2 separate regions of the Gasterosteus aculeatus genome follow, and region 1 is linked to region 2. A link is a contact called in public Hi-C data. All regions are on one chromosome and are shown on one strand. The core of a region is the stretch at or near the end of the contact, and the rest is flanking DNA. Distances in the headings are between cores, read along the strand shown.

The links. A called contact is a pair of places that touch in the nucleus more often than the background predicts.
Region 1: a contact with region 2 is called in a Hi-C map of skeletal muscle, with 2.1 times the contacts expected there. The contact joins two enhancer-like sites.

Annotation. Positions count from the first base shown.
Region 1 is chr18:8,748,113-8,754,037 of fGasAcu3.hap1.1, reverse strand. It overlaps utrn (utrophin), which reads left to right. Exons shown (of 79, transcript XM_040159944.2): 55 at 25-214. Among protein-coding and RNA genes, the nearest start is that of utrn, 48 kb to the left of the region's middle. Within about 2 kb of position 2,342, at least 5 of the 9 cell types and tissues checked have open chromatin away from gene starts, as enhancers often do.
Region 2 is chr18:8,669,331-8,675,177 of fGasAcu3.hap1.1, reverse strand. It overlaps utrn (utrophin), which reads left to right. Exons shown (of 79, transcript XM_040159944.2): 79 at 321-1,655. The coding sequence ends at 329. Among protein-coding and RNA genes, the nearest start is that of atp6v1d, 22 kb to the right of the region's middle. Within about 2 kb of position 4,222, at least 1 of the 9 cell types and tissues checked has open chromatin away from gene starts, as enhancers often do.

The DNA of each region.
Region 1 (5,925 bases), core at 1,093-3,592, 81 kb before region 2:
CGACTCGCCGTATTTGATTGGCAGGGCGAGTGACCGCCACGCCCATCTGGACACTGAGCTGAAGGGTCTGCAGATGTCTCTCCGGGAGCTGGAGTCCCTCCTCAAATGGCTCCAAGAGGCGGAAACCACGGTCAACGTGCTGGCCGACGCCTCCCACAGGGAAGACCTGTCGCAGGACTCCGCCCACGCGAAAGAGCTGAGGCGACAACTGGAGGTAGGGACATAAACGGATGGAGAAACTTTGTGTGTGGAATGGTTGCCAAGATGCTGGCCTATTATCTCAGTGTCAGTCTCCATTAGGGCATCCTTCACTAATAAGACAGAGGTGTGTGTGTGTGTGTGTGTGGGTGTGGGTGCATCCATGTGTAAGTGGCTGTTTTGAGGTGTGTGACTCAGGGCAGGCAGACGGGTGTGTGAGTGCTTGTATGCATTGAGTGCTGCTCATTGATCGTCTTGTCCCGCGCTGCTCAGAAATTCAGTGTGCGCGAGTTTGCACGTTGTTTACGTGCGTTCTTGCGCCGCCTCTCACCAGCTTGTCATTTGCTCAGACCTCCCTTCAGGGATCGGTTGACACACATCGTCTAATGCTTTATGTAACGTTTTTTTAATCCCCAAATCGCTCCTTCTCAGCCATGCGACGGATAAAATGGGCACTGTAAATCTTTCTTTTTTTTTTTTTTTGACAAAGCCTCTGTCACCTCCGTCTTTACCTCTTTCAGTTTGCACACTGAGGTGCTGTCATTTGCACAACCTGCTTTTCAGACATTGACAAAGATGTGCACGTACCCAAGTTTCCACTTGTCCCTGAGAAATTGCTGCAGCCTCGTACATCTTTTAGAAACCGAAAGCTTAGGGCCAATAACAGTTTTTGGTTTCATTGTCTTGATTGCCAGCGTTGTTTCCAGTATCCAATTAGCCAAAAGGAGGCCAAGGCTAGAGAGAAAAATGACAATGAATCACTGCATGAATGGCCTTTAGAATGTATTAACTTGGTATGGATTTAAGGAACTTTTCACTCACTGTTAGGCCTTGGCTGGATTTAGTCTAATACAATTCTGACCATTGGGAAAGGATATGATACGATTTTCACTTTCATCCGTCCGTCACAGGGATCTATATTTGTTTTGTCGAACATGATCCATCATTTTAAGTCCTTTTAAAGCTCTAAAAGGACACTTTCTTTATATTATTGGATTTTATTCCTAAAAGTCTTTCAAAGTCTTGTCAAAGGTCAAGTCTGTGGTTTTATGACAAAAGTAATGAAGCTACTGTTCGAGGCTAACTTTTAAAATAATACTGCTGCGTTAATGTTTTTATCATCCTTTCCTTCTCATTTCCATCGCTGTGTCTCAGTTGGATTCAGGATTTATGGATGTCCCTCATGGGTAGAAAGTGGAATAATAAAACAACCTTCGAGCATCAGAGTGTGTGTGTGTGTGTGTGTTGACACAGAGTTGTTGTTTATTTCATTAACTGCAAACGATTGGTCTGTTCAATTTGTTAGAAATAAACTGTTCTCTTCTGTTATCTTGTCATCTTGTAGTACATAAGATCGTCTCTCCTACTGCAGCTGATTTGTGAGCTATTATGTAATATAACAATTAAACACAATACATAACAAACACATGCGCTCTCTCTTCCACACCCACACACGCGCACACACACACACACACACACACACACACACACACACACACACACACACACACACACACACACCACACAGTTGCAAGTAGGAGGAGCTGCTGGTATCTGAACTATTTTTTTCTGTGCTGTATTTTCCTTTTTTAATAAGATCTTGTCATTGAGCGCATTGAAACAACCGTATATTTTGGATACTTGATGATAGCGCATATGGAAGGCACAAATTAAAGGTCTGAACTTGGTGCAGAGTCCTGTCTGGCTAAACACACAGCCTTTAAATGGAGAAGAGACCAGATGTGCTCATCGGAAGTCACCTTTTAATCTCTCCTTTTAAGTCCGGTGTCATTGGTACACACGTCAGGAATTTAAATTTCCCCAAAATGCTCTTAATCAGTACGCCGTTGTTTTCGTTTTTCCCTTGGACCCAATTTTTCCTAGTTACTCAGGCTTTGTCCTCGTGATTCCACTACTAGAGTTTTATTGTGCATCCGTGGACGTGCTCGCGCTCTAAAACGGTCACGGCAGAAGACGAATGGGACATTTACCAGGAACCCTCGGCGGTAGAAAGAACTCCTCCATCTCCCTAACTCTATTGTGTGTCTGCATCTCATTTGTGCGCCGGGTTCCCACTCACAGTTACGCTCTCTCTCTATCTCTCTCGCCCTCCCACCCTCTCTCTCTCTCTGCTTGTCTCTCGCTCATTGATCCGTCGGTTGTCGTGCGTAATATCATTCTACATTCACGGCAGAGGCAGCGTTTGTCCTCCATCGCACTGCTGCTTTTGCTCCAGCTCGCTCCTTCTCGTCTCCTCTCTCTCTCTCTCTCTCTTTACGTGATCTAACGGGAGCACTGTCTCCCTTTTCCTCTCCATCTCTCTCTGGTCCAGTTGGCAGTAAAAAGTGAACGGCGCACGGCGCCTTCCTCTCTCCTCTCCAACCCCCGGCTTCCCGGCACTTTCCCACTCTTCACTCCCTTCTTAATTTTTTTTTTTACCCCCCCCCCCGCTCTCTTTCTTTTTCATTTATTTTTTTCTTCTCCTTCGTCACCCTCCTCCGACTCCGTACCAAATGATTTGTCTGATTGTCTTTTGGCTCTGCTGTCGAGGTGCGCGTGTGATTGTCCGCGTGGAGGAGAAAGTGAGTGTCTCGTCTTGCATCATAGTATGCGTGTGTGTTTGTGAGGGAGAGAGAGAGAGAGAGAGAATTAGTGTGCGCGCTGAGAGCTGTGAGAGAGTCACTGTCTACAAAGAGAGCGAGAACTGGGGCTGCACGCACTGTGGGTAGTGTCCTCTGTATGTGTGTGTGTGTTTGAGTGTGTATGCAACTACACATGCAGAGCTGAGTACCCTTCCAAGTGTGTATGTGTGTGTGTTTTTGCTCTCCCCTCCGTGTGCATGTGTGTGTGCGCGCATCTCGTCGGCTCGGCTGGGGTCTGGTCGGCTGGCTAGTGAGGGAGGAGAACGATATGAGCGAGGTAGGGCAGTGCTAGCAATGCGGACCGGGAGCAGGCTGCTGCACAGTTGTAGCAGTCTTAAGATGATGGCCATGGTCCGGACCTCCCTCCAGAAAGTGGTGGTCTTCCTACACCGGCTCCAGAGGATGGCCATCTCCTCGCCGCGCTACCAGAAACTCTGCAAGGTACGTGGACTCGGCGAGAGAGAGGAGGAGGGAGAGCCTCTCAGAGTTTCTGTTTATGGGTTTTCTTTTACTACATTGGGTGGAAATTAGGTGGAAGTTTCAGCTGGAGTAAAGTTGATTCTTTTAAATTTATTTTGACTTTACTCCTAAAACTTTCATGCCATGTTTTGGAGTCTCCCCTTTGGATAATTTTTTTAATCTAGATTATTTCTGCTCATATGATGCGTGTGTGCCTCCCGGGAGAACGTCACAAAATCTTTCCAGCGCATGTGTCATTTTTTTTCAACGTGAATGTCACAAATCAGCAATCACTCCCCAAGTAATCTGGGACACATCCAAGTGTTTCTCCTTTATTTCTGTTTATTTTAAAACACGCCAACAAGGCACTGCGGGGTCGGTGCCGTTTCAGAGTGAGCGTCTGAGGGCTTTGCGGTCTGCGAGAGGCGTCCTGACCGGGATGCTCTCTGCTCGGTGAAAACAAAGTGCACGAGAGCTGTTGATTATTATTGACTGCTGATGCCGAATGCTTTCTCGCCTTGCCTTTGCGCCACATTGACCCGCTCTCAGGAAGGGGCCAGAGGGGGCCAGCTGTTGAGATCGGACAGCGTGAGAGACTAATGCATCAGTGAAGGTCCCGATTACGTGCCAGCTTCAATCATGCTCCAAAAAAAACATGTGGTGGTTGGACTTAATCCGGCTTTAATCCACCAACTCATCGCTCTTTAGGGCTCCGCCCCTTTCTTTTTGTTTGTTTTCTCACTACTTCAGGTACTGCACTTTACTATATTTTGTTTGGTTCACCCCTCAAGTCTCTCAAAGAGGCGGATACTGAATGGATTGGACGGGTGGCACAAGGACAAGACTTTGAGGGCAGAGGAGAGCAGTAAACAGGCATCAGGCATTTTTCGTCATCTTGTTGATGCTTCGTTTGTTTGCTGCTAGTTCAACCAATTCCTGGGCAAAACAAGTGAAGCTGGATGACCCCCCCCACCCCCCCTGCAGGTGCCCAGAATCTGCACATTCAACACTCGCCCTCTAGGTCGAACATTTCCGCTTATTTGGCTCCGTTGGGCATCCCGAAGCGACGCCCTTTCCTGGAATGCGTCCCTACCGGCGAGAGGGCATCAGTCATTCCACACTCGATTAGCCTCCCCTGGGTTGCATCAGTCATTTCAGCATCGTTTGGCCTTCCCTTGGAGGTAGGGGGGGTAGTTGGGGGGCGGGGACTCTGTGATGCTGGGCTTGTCTTCCTGCCTCCCTGGGGTGCGCTCACTGGCTGCCAGACTGGAACAGTGACTTGTGCGTGATGGATCTGCTCGGGGGCTCACCCTCCAGGGTCCGGCCGTTCGTTCTGCTCCGGGAAAACAGCCCACATGGCCGTTGACTCGGGATGATGAGTACTTGTATAAACCGGTGGCCCCTCTTATATTGATTTAATGCTACGTAACCACCGAGAGAAATCCTTGAGAGAAGCAATCAGAAGCGGCAGCTTAAATGTTCTTTATTCAGGAGACCATCCCGTACCTTGAAATCAGCATTCGGCAGCCGATTTAGACCGACCGTGGCAACGTTCTGTGGCGTGAGCACGTGGCAGCACAGTTGAGCATCAAAGCCAAACTTATCTTCAAGAAAACTCAAGGACCACCGTCATGTTGGTCCTCACTGTGTCTCACTGTCTGGCAGCATGAAGCAGGCCGGTTCACCAAGATGTGAGGGATGGAATCCATGTGTTATAAAGTCTCATGAATCATGTCCGACTAACAATTTATTTGTTTCTTCTTCTGTTAACCGCCCTTCGTCGGTAGCTTTTGTTTGTTTTCCTCTTTAAAAGCACTCATTACGTTGATGTATAATACTGCGCTTTGCAGGCTTTGCAAGCAGAAGCCATTTAGCTTCAACAGTTCTGAAAATTGGATCTATTATTTGGTGCTGTGTATTGTGTTTTTTTTTTGTTGTTCTCCCGCAATTCATCGAAATAAGGTTTAATGAGCTTGTAGGCAATTAGGGAACACATCCAAAGAGTGCTGCTCCCTAAGGCTTTTTTTATGTGCATGGTCCTATAGTATTCACGCCACAAACGGAACGGCACTCGCCTCCATTGAAGGCGGCAACTGAAGGCTTTTCAAGTAGATGTGAATTGTTGCACTGTCCCGACTATTTCCTTTCACATTCACTTAACTTTTTGGTCCTTCCTCTCCAGCGATCTCGCTCCTATCTCCGCCTGCATGCACATTTGTGCCTCCTGGCTGAGAGCGCTCCTCAGTTAGCTTACTCTGGCATACAGGGGGCCCCGGCAGCTCAGCTCATCGCCTAACTTTTGCTCTGCCGTGTGTGTGTGTGTGTGATCACTTGCTGCCAATTGGCTGAAGGACCGACGTCCCTCCTGAGGAGTGTCCTCCTGCTCTCATTACTGTGGCATTGGCTCCTACTGTGTGTGTGTGTGTGTGTGTGTGTGTGTGTGTGTGTGTGTGTGTGTGTGTGTGTGTGCGCGTGCGCATCAGCCAAAACCCAATTACAAAACCCCTCCAAAGCGTTGATAGAGTTCAGTCATGTTTTCTCGGTCCTGTGGTTTTTGTGGCAAACGCATTGGTCTGTCGCCTCCTCGCTCCATCCACCTTTACTCGTGGCTCACCGTTGCCCCGGG
Region 2 (5,847 bases), core at 2,973-5,472:
TTCCACTTCTCAGAAGACAGCGATGTTTTTAAAATCTCCCCTGCATCACCCCCTCCCTCCCTCCCCCTCCACGGCGAGCGCCTAATGGGCTGTTACTGGCGTCAGGGACTGCAGCCCATTTACCAGCTTTCAAACTTGATTACAATGTTCGGACATCCGATATTCCCGCACATTTCAAAGGGAGTAATACCCAGAACTCCCCCCTTCCCCCCCCCCCCCCCCCCCCCCCCCCCGCGCCGCCCCCACACCTACTGCACCGCTGCGTTTCAGAAGGTCCGATCCGACAGGACGACTTAATGTTTGTGTTCTCTGCTTTGCAGGCGTTGTGAGGACACTCGCTGCGGAGCGCGCCGCGTGTGTGCGTGGACACAAAGGTTGGAGGTCGACGAGTCCCAAACAAACACCACCCCCCCCCTCCTCCCCCGACGCCCCCTCTCCGATCCCAAAGACGCACAGGACCAGACAACTTAACTGCTTTGACCACCTTGTCTTGTACTATGCAAACTGTACATTTGATGGACTGTAGATTGTAAACTGAACCTGGTTTGTCGGTGATTTGTTTAGTTATGCAGATGAGGCTTTGTATAGTAAAAAAATATGCTTTTCTTTTCATTTCTTTTTTTCAGCAAGTGGTTTGAGATTCGTTCTTTAAGTTCTGCCCTCACCGAGGATCAAACATGTTACATATGTTTTCATTCCACTGCGGTTCCTTTGTCGATGGGAGTAGCCACAGGTTTCCATGTTTGGGAGCACGCACAGTTCCTGAGTAAAAACATCTAGCGGGCAGAAGGATGATTGTTTTTGTCACTTTTCAAGCCTCCGTTTTGCTTTGATAATGTTTCTCGTAGCATGCTCGATGTCAAGTTCCCCTTTAAAGCGTTGATATGGCGGCGGACTTTGTGATCAACGGCGATTTGTTGATGTAAACTTTACCCCTTCTGTGCCTATACAGTTTGTCAGACCGAGATAAGAGTTGATAAATGAAAGAGGGTTTGTGTATAAAGAGGGCGTTTTTGGAGAATAAAGATTTTAATCTAAAAGTAGTTCTGAATTTGGGTTTTTAAGAGGCCCGCTGACATTAGTTAGAAATCTTTTTTTCTTCTTTTTTTTTTAAAGATATTTGTCCAGAAATCAGAGGAAAGCCATGATTGCCTTGCTACCTCAGACTCACAGACAGTTTTTGTTTTTGTGGTTTTCAAACTGGCTTAAAACAGTTGTGATAATTAACTGAACACGAACAACCTGGTTTAGCTTCCTAAGCTTTAGCTTGCTGTATTGGTGTACACTGCAACAAGGAGACGCCAAGTAAAAAAAAAAAAAAGAAAGGAAATGTATTACTGTACCACAGTGGGTCTGTGGCCCGATGAGGCGTTATGACGAGTATTGCTTCATGTTGGTTTTTCCACTGGCCTACTAGCACTGGTCCCTCACTGCGTCGTGTTGTCGTGCTATGTGCTATCCTGTAAAACTTGTGAGACTGAACACTACTATAACCTCCTCGGACTGTAGACCGACGATGACGATGGTGATGGTGAGGATTTTTAATGATTCCAATGATGGCAGAACTGTGTCGCTTATCCTGAGGTATGTAAAATAGATTGACCACACTACGTGTAATATGGCCGTGTTTTACTCTAAATAAAGTTTTTATAACACGTTTGCCTCCCCTGAGTATTACTTCACTTAATCGTGTTGTTAAGGCCTCTCATAGTAGGTTGAGGCTGTAAATATTTAAAGTTAATACAGATGAATCACTTCTGCCTCATCGCAGAACTTCATAAACACTGATTAGAAATTCAATTCCACTACTTGAAGTGTTTTCATATGCAGCACTTGGCCTCGCGTTTAAAGCTTGTTGTACACCCACACCTGCCTCATTAGTGCCTCAAGCCTTCAGCGCCATCCAGCCGGGGCCGCAGCATCACTGTTTATCACAGGCATTGATCATGCAGGGAGCCGCTGTGTTGTTACACGTTTGCAGTGAACATGCTGAGCTGTTACTAAGAACCGCAAATGAAGGATGAAAGGTAATTAGCCTTTAGTTGCTTCACATTTTCCTTTGATTGAGCAGCGGGTTGCCGCACACATCGATTATTCTTGAAGCTTCCTCGATGTTCCATTGAAGACATTCTGCTCGGTTTACATTGGCGCCTTTCCAATGGCTGTCACTTGTTGCTGGTTATAAATCATATCTGACTGGGCGAGTCATTTAATCGTGTGAAATCAGCTCATTTTAGCAATCTGTCAAACCTTTAATATTTCCAGACGGGAAATTGCCTGAACTCGGGGTGCCGTTATCAGACCACAAATGAGTGGTCTCTGTCCTTTGGGTGCACGGGCGAGTCCTAGCCGTGCACTCATTTCCTCTGAGGAAAAGGTGATAACTGACATATCAATCCCTTGATGTTTTCCGTATGTATGTTGTGGCGGCTGTGCAAATTCTCCCCAAATGAAAGTGCTAACTTTTCCTCTCCCAAGTTTTGTCTTAATATCCCTCCCTACCATCTCCGGTCCAACAATAACGTTGCTCTGGGCTCCCTGAGGTGCTTTAATTAGTCCAACAATCCCCTTTCTGTAATACTCTGCAGGAATCTGCTTGTTTGGCAAAGAAGTTTCTGTAACAAAGCAGCTTAAACAAGAGAGGTGGTAATTATTGCTCACTAGATCCCGTTAGAGCCTTATTGTCACATTAATATTAATAATGCTATTATGTGATTGGAGGATTTGGTTTAATTACTGCAACAATCTAATGTGCTCATATGAAACATCGTCAATGCAAGAATGCATGATTTATTAGCCATCTTTCCAAGTATTTTAATCCTACTCAGACGGAGCTCTCTGGGAATTAATGCATTAAACAGTGGAGCTCCAGTGAGTTACAGTCTGCTCGCCTGGCTGAGCAAAGACGAGTCTCCTGCAGTACAACAGAAACAACATTAGTGGATGTTTTAATAATTAAACAATATGCATTTATGTGAAATCTCTTGTCACTTGAAATGGAGGTCGAAGGTCAGGCGCTGGCAAGAATTGCAAGAAGATTGTCTACATAGAAGATGCACTAACTGATTAGTTTGTGGGCTAGAAAATCCACAAGAAATCTAACTAAACATGAAACAGTGGAAGGGTAATACAGTAGTGGGAAGGTGGGCCGGAAGAAGTAAATTGGCTCATATATGAGACTTTAAATAGCTTGTAATCTTTAATTCTTCATAAGAATGTCCTGATATGCTCTCAGGGTGTCCGCCATCATTCTCAGGGGCAACTAGTAATTTCCTGTAACCTTGCAATTAAAAATATATTTGATTTATTCACACGATTGGAATTTGTCCTAAAAAAAGTTTGCATTCAGTCATTATGTATTATTTTTAATTTAGTCAGATTTATTGATACTGGAACATGGCTCTTATTTTGAAGTCGGTACCAACACCGTATTGCCTAATTATTACATACACACGCTGCGGATTAACACGCGGGTTTCCTTTACACGTGTATTTGTTTCGGGTAGTACTACTACACTAAGTATCTGCTCATTTTCTTTTCTTTAGATTGAACCCAGCCAGTCAGCAGTTGGCTGGTTTGGAGTTGGACGCTGAGACAAACAACACAGATCTGACTTTGCGGCGTTTGAGACCAGACCAGCTACACATGCATTCACAGGTCAGTGACTATGGCATCAACCTCTCGGGCGCCTACAAAGGACACAGCTTGAAAAACTTTAAGCTTAAAAAGAACTTCCGTGAGTCATCCCAGTTGTCCTTGTTAACTACTTTTTAGTAAAGGTGCCCTCTTTGGCAGTAAAACACCTCCCGACCTTGTTTGTGCTCCACATGCAGATTAATTCCACTCGTCATGCCCTCTCGTATCCTGAGCGTCTCACAGGAAAACCCACAATATCAAATCAATTTCATTTCCTTGTCCCTTTGTCCTTTAAACTCCCCCGACGATCGCTATCTGCGACCGGCTGATTCTCTTTGCTGTTGGTGAAAACAGCCTGAGACGATCCCACCGGCCTTTCGGCCGTCCGACCGACGGGCCCATTCTTCTGGATGGCACCGCGGTGACTGACGGTGCTGGGATGGTTATTTTTGTTCCCATCCCTCGGCCCCTTTCCCATTCACGCGCAAGGGGGGGGGGGGGGGGGGGGGCTACAGCTGGCACGTAGATCCGTTCGACAGCTGCCCGCTTTGATCAGCTTGGCAGGCGGCGCCGGAGCCGGTGCTGTGTGCGTCCTGGCGGGTAGCTGCCACTGGCATGTGGCAAAGGGGCAAAGGGGCACAGAGGACTGGGAACAGATGTTGAGAATGGGGGGGTGGACCTGTCCGGGATGTGGTAAACGGGCAGAACTCCAGACTTTGGGAAAGAGGAAGGCAACCGAGAGGGGAGGGATGAATACATCAAGCAGTTTTTCATTATTGCGTTTATGTTCGTAATCTCTGTTGTGTTCCTCCACGTTAATGTTCCAGCGCAGGGAAACCTGCGATGAACTCATATCCGAACGAACCTCCCGGCTTTAACAACTACCTCGCAGTACTTATCTGCTGAGGTTTATTGTCCCCAGTACACTGCAGAAATCTCCTGAAATGCTGCGTGTGCAGAGCGAGTTAGCGTTCGCACTTTTCCAGCTCTCTCATCGACGATTCATTGTCAGTATCTAACTGAGCTTCTTCAGGAAGGGCATCGACTTGGGGTTTGAACTGTGGATGCTTCAAGCAATATTCCGGGCGTTTGTCCCACATCAGCATTAAATTATTGAAATAGGGAGCAAAACCTGATATGTCAAGTATACTTTCTAAATCATTTCATGTACTTGATTTTAAGCCAGTGGTATGTAGCACAATGCACCAGCTTTCAAGCTCTGACCCTCTACTGTTAGTCAGCCCTGCTCAAACTACCGACTAACAAATTGGTATATTCGTCATTTATAATCGTTCATCTTCTCTCTCGTGATAGATAATTTTGTTAAAATAACTGTGATAAACTGCCATTTAATGAACCTTTCACCTTTCCGCCTGCTTTATTTTCTTATTTCTAGGCAGTCATTTGCTGACCTTAACAACCCCTCATTACACATTCCAGACACACACGCTGTGCACATGCACTGGAGGTGTGTTGTTGCAGTACACTGCTTGCTTTTCTCTCTAAAGCACATATTACTGTACCAAGCTTTTATATCTTTTTGCAAAAGGCTCTTTCCTGAGGCCTGGTCCGGGCCACGGACTAATGGAAGGAGATAGCTGGAATCAGAGCAGTGGGAGGTGTGCAGAGAATCGGTCAGTATCGGACCGTTCAAATTCATTATAACAGCAGTATTCAAAATGCTGTGCCAAGTGATTTCGGTTTGATTGCCATATTTCCTACGTTGTGTTTGGACAGACAGTCATCAGGTGCCAGGTGTTCCTCACACCTTGACTTTCATATCAAACCGTCTGCCAGAACTTAATCACACGCTCATCACACCTCCGCGGCCGACAGGTTGTGCTTGATGCACAGATTGCCGTCAGTACTTTATGAGCACCACACTGAATTCAGTATCCACCAAGTGACAGGTTGAATTTAAAATGGGGCACTGAAGAGAATTGGTCCGTATTTTGAAATCGGTGAGTTACACAAACAATTTGTGGCATTGCAGCAGGCGCTATGATTTAAAATAACCACCGCGTAGCGATAGTTGTTTGATATGCAGATGATTTTCTGATGTTTAAATGAGGCCGAACTTCTGGCCTGTTAAATGGTCCCGCAGGTGTTCTGCTCATGCTGACTTTCATTAAATCTCCTGAAAATGAAAATGGAAACTCTGGATTTAACTTCACTTCAAAAAGGACGTGTACAGCACATTTTAGGTTTACA